Regions from separate parts of the Triticum aestivum genome. Here region 2 is linked to region 1. The links are chromatin contacts, called in public Hi-C maps. All regions are on one chromosome and are shown on one strand. The core of a region is the stretch at or near the end of the contact, and the rest is flanking DNA. Distances in the headings are between cores, read along the strand shown. Region 1 holds the start of LOC123041089 (beta-hexosaminidase 2-like). Region 2 holds the start of LOC123044456 (importin-5).

Evidence for each region. A called contact is a pair of places that touch in the nucleus more often than the background predicts.
Region 2: a contact with region 1 is called in a Hi-C map of leaf, with 5 times the contacts expected there. The contact joins the promoter of LOC123044456 here to the promoter of LOC123041089 in region 1. A contact is called at or near these places in 2 of 5 Hi-C or Micro-C datasets (both in leaf) and 1 of 1 datasets of contacts at active chromatin or transcription factors (leaf).

What each region holds. Positions count from the first base shown.
Region 1 is chr2B:219,424,769-219,429,392 of IWGSC CS RefSeq v2.1, reverse strand. LOC123041089 (beta-hexosaminidase 2-like) reads right to left here and starts at 3,043. Exons shown (of 3, transcript XM_044463788.1): 1 at 2,236-3,043; 2 at 1,800-2,116; 3 at 847-1,640. The coding sequence starts at 3,043. The coding sequence ends at 1,173.
Region 2 is chr2B:219,572,680-219,576,972 of IWGSC CS RefSeq v2.1, reverse strand. LOC123044456 (importin-5) reads right to left here and starts at 2,225. Exons shown (of 20, transcript XM_044467194.1): 1 at 865-2,225; 2 at 340-543. The coding sequence starts at 2,118.

The DNA.
Region 1 (4,624 bases), core at 1,794-4,293:
TGAATTTGTTAGATGGGCCCTAGGCCCACCCTCATATTTCAACACGTAGGTTCTAAATAGGGACAAAAATGCAATTGTCCCTAAATTTAAGCATAAACTATTTTATTTCAAAATTTTATGTCTGGATTTTTTAATTCAAATTATTATTGCATTCGAATATTTATTTTCAGTTGTAAGAACATGTTATTACATCTTTGATTGTTTTGAATAGTTCGGGTATAAGAAAATAAATTGAAAGCGGACATTCGGTACCTGCCGTTGGATTGCCTCCGCCTTATCCCCACACACATTTAAGAAGTTCCATTTTGATGATCCACGTTTCAAGTCGCCTTTAACATGCGATTGCAAGAGCCTCTTTAATTCGCGGGATTCTAAAAACATGGGAATAGAAAAAACATAAGATTAGAAGGTCAAAACATCTCAATCCTGCATGATTTTGGGTTGTTTAATTGCAACATAGGAAAAACAAAGGACTCTAAGTAGGTCAAAGAATTTCTTAGAGAAAATTTCTATATATGATTCAATCATATGAATCGAATGACCAACTAGGAAAAAATTATAAGGATTAATCCCCTAATACTGCTATGCAAATCCTTTGAATCAAAGGAGCCCTGAGAATTTTAGATATTCTCTTCCGGCGTTCATTTCACCCGATTTCATTTTTTTTACAGTTCAACCGATGTCATGCTGCAGTGTGAAACGCATCTCATTCACAACAAAGGAAGCTCCGTTGGGCTAAAAAAAAGCCCTACTGTCCATGTGACATCTCCAAATAAGCAATTATAAGCGATAATGGAGAAATTCCAGGAGGAAAAAGTAGAAGTTGATTGACACAAACAACTTGGCATTACTTTAATCAAATCAAGCCCCAGTACAAGCAACTCATTTGGCGAATGGGTCCCATGAAAAGGTCCAGCTTTGAGGAAGGTACAACTGCGCATTGGATAACATGACATGCCGTCCACTTCACATTTACAAACAAAGAACAAATTGACAAAAAAATGGCACTGCTGGTAGTATTCTCCGCACAACCACACAACAAAAAGGAAACACCATAGATGCTTTAGCTCACTTACATAATTTAGTTTGACACGTTTGATATGAATGGAAGGTAATGCTCGGAGTTGGCACACGCAACGGCGCGTACGCAGGCGCCGCTTCTTGCCGGCCCCTCACCGAACCATGTCGCACATTCCCGGGCGCGTGCGGCACCAGAGCGGCTGGATGGGCTCGGCGCGGATCCCTCGCCCCACCATGCGGTGCCGCCAGTCGTTGAGCCTGTCCGTGGCCTCCGCGTACCGCTTCCTCCCGGACGCGTCGCGGTTGCCGGACCACAGCGCCTCCGCCATGGCCGACGCCCGCGGCCAGATCCTGGCGTCCAGGACCGTCGAGTCGGCCTGCTCCGTCCACAGCGCCACCTCGCCGCCGATGACCAGCTTGGCCTCTTCCGCGGTGAGATTGTACGCGATGTCGTAGTCGTACACCCGTTGCCACGTCTTGAACGGCCCGCACCACGAGCCCCCGTCCGTCTTGTAGTCGCTCCTCTGGTCGTCGTACACGCTGTTGTTCCCGACGAAGTCGCCGTGGCCGCAGTCGAGGTAGTAGAAGGACGCGGAGGAGACGATGGCGCGGTACCCGGCCTGCACGATCAGCTTCGTGTTGTTGGCCCCGTTGTTCCACGTCTGCAGGATGGTCGTCGCCGGCGGGATCACCGACGAACTCACGTTCACCTCCAGGTCCAGCAGCACGTCCTCCCAGAACACCACCGTCCGGTTCTTGGACACGACGTGTGGGTGCACCGCGCGCACGTAGTGCTCCAGGAGCTGGCTCAGGGTGCCGCCCTTCTCCATGTCCGCCTGGATCGACGGGTCCGTCTCCCAGCATCCCGGGGTCACCTCGTCGGCGCCGGCGTGGTAGAAGCCTTCCGGGAAGAGGGAGGTGAGGTCGTTGATGATGTTGGTCATCACCTCGTACGTCTTGGGCTCCAGCGGGTTCAGCTGGCCGGACCCCGGCTCGGCCGCGAGCCTGGTGCCCCAGTCGCTCGCGTCGGGCAGCCAGAACTTGCCCGCGCAGGACACCGCCTCCGGGTACGCGCCGGCCCACGACGCCGTGTGGCCTGAAAAGATTAGCTCGTTCATCAACTGGGCCGTGTTACCTTAAAAACTGGGCCGTGTCAGCACATTGCTTAGTAGGCCGAATGGGAAAAATAGCAGCCGTGTCAGCGTGCTTAATTACCCGGCGCGTCTATCTCCGGCACGACGCGGACGCCGCGGCTCATGGCGAACTCGACGATGCGCTTGACGTCCTTGACGGTGTACCTCATGTCCTCACCGTACGCGCCCATCTCCGCGAGCATCGGCTCGGACGGCAGCTCGATGGGGAACGACTGCGAGTCCGTGATGTGCCAGTGGAACACGTTCATCTTGTTGGCCGCCATGGTGTCTATCGTCCGCAGGATGTCCACGACGGGGAAGTAGGTCCTCCCGGTATCGAGCATCAGGCCCCGGTGCTGGTACAAAGGCTTGTCCTCCACGCGCACGCCGGCGGCCACCAGCAGCTCCCCTTGCCGGCCCCTCCACGCGAGCTGCGAGAACGTCTCCAGCCCGTGCATGGCGGCCCATACCGTGGCAGCCGTGATGGTGGCCACGCCCGTGGGGAGGATTTCCAGCGCGTAGGACTCGTCCACGCCGTCCTGGAGCGGGGCGGACAGGTCGGACACGGACACGGTCAGGCTCTGGAGCGCGGGGCCCCCGGCGGTGACATTGACCGCCGGCCGGACGATGGGCCTGTACCTCTCGGCGAAGAGCAGCGCGGTGTAGCGCTGCGTGGCGGAGACGAGGTACGGGCTGTTCCCGGACGTCCCGACGATGCGGAACGACGCGGACACCGGCATGGCGGCGAGAGGCTCCGCCCAGGACATGGACGTCGGCTTGGGCCAGACATTGACGGGGAACGACGACGATGCCTGGGCGCGCGAAGGCAGCGGCGAGCTCAGCAAGGACAGGAGCAGGACGGCGGCGAGAAGGCCCTTCTTCGCCGCCATTTGTGGTTTGGCTCGAGCTGCTCTGTACCGCTGCACCGTATGATTGGCAGATGCCTTGATGTTTGGGTGTATGCATCAATGTGCCATTCGATTTATATAAGGCGTAGCTTAGCTATGTGATCAACGGCATGGCTCGGCGTGTTGTTGTCATCTACGCGCGCGCTTATCGCAAGACTCCAAGTGGCTCTTTCAGGGCGCCTTGGCGCTACCGTTCGTCCATTTCTGAAAGCTCCGGTTTCGTGGCGTTTTATCTCATATACGATGCCGGCGTTCTGCCTTATGTATGCCGGTTAGCCAGCGATGACTACACGTTTTCTATTGGGTTTCTCGGCCTAAAAGATGTAGTGGAACGGCTGCAACGGCAGTAGTAGTTTACTAATAGCTGTACAAGTTTAGGCGGACGTAATCCCTAATCAGGCAGTGTACGGCCTGCTGATTGTACTATAATAAGATCCGTAGGTGAACACTATAACACGTCGGTTATTTTAATGCCGCCACAGGTGCAGTAGGGCTCGAGCAGTGTGCATGAGCCATATGGTGGTAGACGAACCAGACTTGGCTTTATTTTAGCAACTAGCCTTATTGGTTCAGAACGAAACAGACACAAAACGAGCACCAGAGTCTTTAACTACTCTCACGGCTGTGTTTGATTCTCATGATCTGCTGCCCGGATTTGCTATTTCACAAGCGATTGAAAAATAGTTACACGTCGATTTGGGGTGGTAAAGAGGGGCGCCCCTATGTCTCGCCTGCGCGAGACAGAAGGAGGTCTCGCTTCAGCAGACGCCCGATTGGGCCTCCCAGCGCGGACAAGCCTTCAGGGCTTTTAAAATTCTTTTTTATATTTTTCGTTCCTTTTTTGTTTTACTTTTTTTATTTTACTTGTATTTATAATGTTGTGAATATATCTATTCAAAAATAAATTTATATGCAAAATTTGAAAAACATTAACCCGCATTAGAACAATGTTAAACGCGTATGAAAAATGTATCTAATGTATAAGAAAATTGTATAATGTGTATGGAAAATAGACATCAAAACATATGTATTTGAAAAATGCTAAACGTGTATATACAAAATGTACCTGATTATACAAAAAATGTACAATGTTTATGGGAAATGTAGACATAAAAAATATATGTTAAAACAAATATTAATTGTGTATTTGAAAAATGGTATACGTGTATATAAAAAATATTGCCGATATATATAAAATGTACAATGTGTATGTAAAAGAATAGACATCAAAATATTAAATGTTTTAAAAATGTGAATCATGTATTTGTAAAATGTTAAATGTGTATATAAAAAATGCTCCTAATGTATTAAAAAATGTAAAATATGTATGCAGAAAAGTGGACATAAAAAAATGTCAAAAAATTTCAAAAGCGGTCGGACTTCATCCGTCGGGAACCCATTGCAAATGACGCTTGAATCCAGCGATAGGCGTGTCGTTGTTGCCTCGCCGAAGGTCGTGTGGTCCGTCTGGCGCCCCAATGCGATGGCAGAGGCACAACCCCTTAGTTAGCGCGCCGAGTCGGAGGTGAACGCTCGTACCCATTGCCCATCTAGCGGGGAGGC
Region 2 (4,293 bases), core at 976-3,475, 150 kb before region 1:
AAATAGATGATTCAACTTTGTACTAACTTTAGTACTCCCTCCGTCCCAAAATTCTTGTCTTAGATTTGTACAAATACGGATGTATCAAGTCACGTTTTAGTATTAGGTACATCCGTATCTAGACAAATTTAAGACAAGAATTTTGGGACAGAGGGAGTACAAAGTTGAGTCATCTATTTTGGGTTGGAGGGAGTATGTTTCTTACATCTCAATGTACTATATTTCTACTGAGATAATCTCAGCCACATAATAAGCACTTAAAACCATTAAAAACTCGTTATAAACGAAAACAAGGATTTTCAGAGTCTACTGATCGAGTGCTAGTATTTCAACACTTGCCTGCACCCGTGGATTCTGAAAATCGTCCATGGCGTTAGCCAATGCAGGCAGCACCTTCTGGTGGTACTGAACCTGCAAGTCTGGGCCCAAATCTGTAGACAGCTGACCAATGGCATTGATTGCAGCCCACCGCACACGAGGATGAGGGTGTTGGAATCCATTCAGTATCATCGAAACCACCTGCTCCAAGTTTTTAAGCATAACCTGACGGCAATAAACAGCAACTGTTGAGGAGATGATCTACTTTGGTTATTTCCTACTTGCAAAAATGATAGAACAAAACACATTTTTGTAGCCTAACGCTAGCGAAAATGTTTTATAGGCATGGCAAGTCAGAATTTGCAGTTGCTTGTAAACAAGGGGTCAAGGTAAAAGTATGGCATCCACTATCTTGTTTCCATATTTCTTATTGATTTATAATTCAACAATGTAAATGAATTGATATTTCTTTTAAGCATTTCAACAAGGTGATGAAGTAACAAATTATTGCAAAGGTAATCAAAAGGCCAAAGTTCTTAGGCTAACCTTTGCACATCCTTCTGCAATCTGTGCAAGCGTGATGAGCGCAGCATGGTGCTTCTGCCACTCTGGAGCAGAAAGATACTGTGGAAGCAGCTCAGATGCAATCGGCACAACTGCATTCCCACCAATGGCAATGGCAAGACGGTCAAGGCACTCCTGCGCCACTCCATAGTTGTTCCCTTCACCTGCATCTTCATCCTCAGTTTCGGCGGTGTGCCAGGCAGGGTCGTCCTCTACATCAAGCAACATCTGCATAAGTACTTGGAAGAGCCTGCCAACAAACTGTGGGAGCCGGCGCATCATTCCTGGTGCACGCTCCCTGGCCTCAGCAAGAGTAATCACAAACTCGACAGCCAGGTGCCTAGTTCCATCCTCCAACTGTGCAGCTTCAGCTATTTGCAGCATCGCTCCTGCCACATCGGCAATCTGTCGCCGGAGGAACCTTGGCTCTGCACCAGCCAGCTCCACAAGCAGCTCCAGTGCCTCCTGTGCAGATGCCTCCTGGGACGAATTCAGGCAATCGGTGAGCGCCCTCATCATCGCAGGCAGCAAGTCCTGCATCTTATCTCTGTCCGCGTTAGTGGGCAGGCACTGAACGAGATTAACGGCGGCGCTCAGCGCGGCGATGCGAACATCAGGCGACGTCGGGTGCGCCAGGGCAGATGCTAGAAGGTTGTGGATGGTCATCAAATGGTCGAGAAGAGATTCGGCGATGTAATCCGCGAGGCGCGCGAAGATGAGCAGCGCCGACTCCTGCAGGTTGGGCGCCTCGGGGGTGGAGGCCGCGCGGAAGAGGAACGGCAGCAGCTCGGCCCATGTGTTCTCCGGGAGGAGGAGCGTGGCGAGCTCGGATATGGCGTCGCAGACCTTCTTGGCGATGGGCTTGGGGGGGTCGGACTGGAGCGCGGCGAGGAGGTGGGCCTTGAGCGCGGCCTGGCCGTCGGGGGAGAGGAGGGGCCAGAGCGGGGGCGGCGCGGCGGAGGAGGAGTCGGAGGAGGCCGTCGGGGAGAGGAGCTTGCGGAGCAGGACGGCGGCCATGGCGCGGAGCTCGGCGGGGGTGGCCGGCGCTGCGAGCGAGGAGGCGAGGCGCAGCGCGAGGGGCTCCGGGTGGGAGCCGCGGAGGCGGTGGAAGGCGGCCTCGGCGGCGGCGCGGTCGGCGTTGGAGGCCGACATGAGCGTGGAGAGCAGCGCGTCGAACGCCGCCGGGTCGCCGCCCAGCAGCGCCGCGGCCGCGGCCTGGTCTTCGGCGGACGCCATCGGATCGGGCGCGGGCCGAGGCGGCGGCGGCGGCGGGGCGGCTGGCTAGGGTTTTGCGGGAGGAGGAGGCGGCGGGAATGTGGAGGGGAGGGTGGACAGGGGACGGGCGGGGGAGACTCGGGATGGGTTTAATAATATATGGGTAGGGTTTGGGGAGGTGCGGCTCGGGGGCAGGGGCGGGTGGGACAGAGGCAGAAGGAGACGAGGACGGAGGGAAGGGGTTTGGTTTGGTTTGGTTTGGTTGGGCGGGGGCGGGTCGAGCTGGATTGGGTCCGGGAGGGAGGGAATTCAGGTTTTGGGTTCGCGGGATTCCTTGCTCCTGTCTGCCTTGCCGCTTTTGATTATTCCGTCGATTTTGAGTACTATTGTCGACCGGCGTTGAGATGATTTCGTTCCTTCCTTCCTTCGCTTGCTTCTCCATCCAGGTCGCGCCGGGGTCTGGGTTTTACTACTGGCAGCGAGGCCGCTGTGCGGTGCGCGAGGTGAGCTGGGGATGGAATGGAAGGGAGTGATTGGCCATTGATGGGTACAGGCAGGCGGCCAGGTTCCGTCGCGCACAGCCTCATGATTGATCGCGTGGTGGGTGACAGGGAACACAACTGGCGCCTCCTAGGTGGCTAGCTTTGGGGATTTCTTTTACTACCTCGTTTTTTTCAGCTTTTTCTATGTGGTGCTTTTTTTTGGCACGAGAAGGATAAATTGCTTTGTTCTCAATACTGCAAGTCTAAAATTTGGCTATCAAAAACGGTTCTTGTCAATCTCTAGAATAGTTTTCAATTTTGACGACGTTTGATTCGGTGAAATGTTGGCATCAAAACAATTAGCCTTGAGATCCTCTCACGGTGTCGAGACTACGGTGGAGGGACGTCCAATTCACATTGTTGTCTGTGCGTCATCAAGTAGCAGCCTCGAAGTTATTTTGACCCGGTGTTGGTGTTTTGTATCAGTAGTGTTGTCGAGCGACGATGTATTTGCTCGGTGGGGCGTGCGAGTGGCGGATCAAGACGGCGAGGCACAGGGCGGGGGGTTTACCCAGGTTCAGGCCCTCTAGGAGGTAATACCCCTACTCGTGTCTCAAGTTGTTTATATTTCTTGATAGCTCGTCGAGGATCGTGAGGATCACTGAAGAGTTGTGGCGCACGAGTTATAAAGCTCTATTCATGGATGCGGAGACAACTGACTTGGGTGACTTGGGTGGCTCTCTATATCTCTAGGGTTTTCTTCCTCGTCTGTCTCATATCTTTGATAGAGTTGGGGGCACATCATTCACCTAATGGGCTAAGGCCAACCCTCTAGAGCCCACAAGCTCTCGGGGTCTCTTTGTCCTTCTAGTTACTGAATCGACTGTCCTCCTCTCCGGGCCCACTCTGAGTGGAAGTAGGATGTTTCCCTCATCAGTAGCCCCCCGAGTTTCACAAGTCCTTCCTACCGGGAAGCCATGCAGGACTTCTTAAGGTCCCGCAAAAGAAAGAACACGGACGAGAATGAGATGTGATAGTTGATCATCGCTTTTCCTTCAAGGCGAAGGCGCTGTGGAGGTTTTTGAGCTACTTCGGGAAAAGCTTGGCAGTATTCGATGGCTCCCAACGGATGGGATTCCGGCTACTGGCTCGTTGTAGGGCATACCACGAAATCGGTTTGAGTTCTGGGTGACGCTTGTTGGATCAAGATTGTCGGTTCCAGCTTGTGCCCCAGAGGTTTGCCCCAACATTTTTGTCATCAACCGAGCTCCTAACCACAAAGGCGATGCCCCTTGATCGGGGTACATCTCCCGACTCCAAAGGGCACATTGTGACCACCCTTCATCTGTGTGTACTTAGACAATTCCGACTAGGGTTTGATATTACAAAGAGATGAACAGGGTGTTGGCGATGATGATGATGAAGATCAATGATGGAGCCTCCTTGATTCGATTGATAGTTTGGTGGTGCCCTTCTGCTAATTCTCGTTTGGGGTCCCTTCCAGAGGTGAGGCTTTTGGGCTTTGGAGAGTGGTTCTGATATCACTGTCTGTCTTTTACTAGATTAAAAAATACGACGTTGAAGTATGATACCTTACTTGCATTGTTCTGAGTTTATAAATTCATATGAACTTGGAAAATTTCAAATAAGATATTAGAATGTTTAGGAAATATCACCTATATGTGCATGTCATTTTTATCCATGAAAAGTTAGT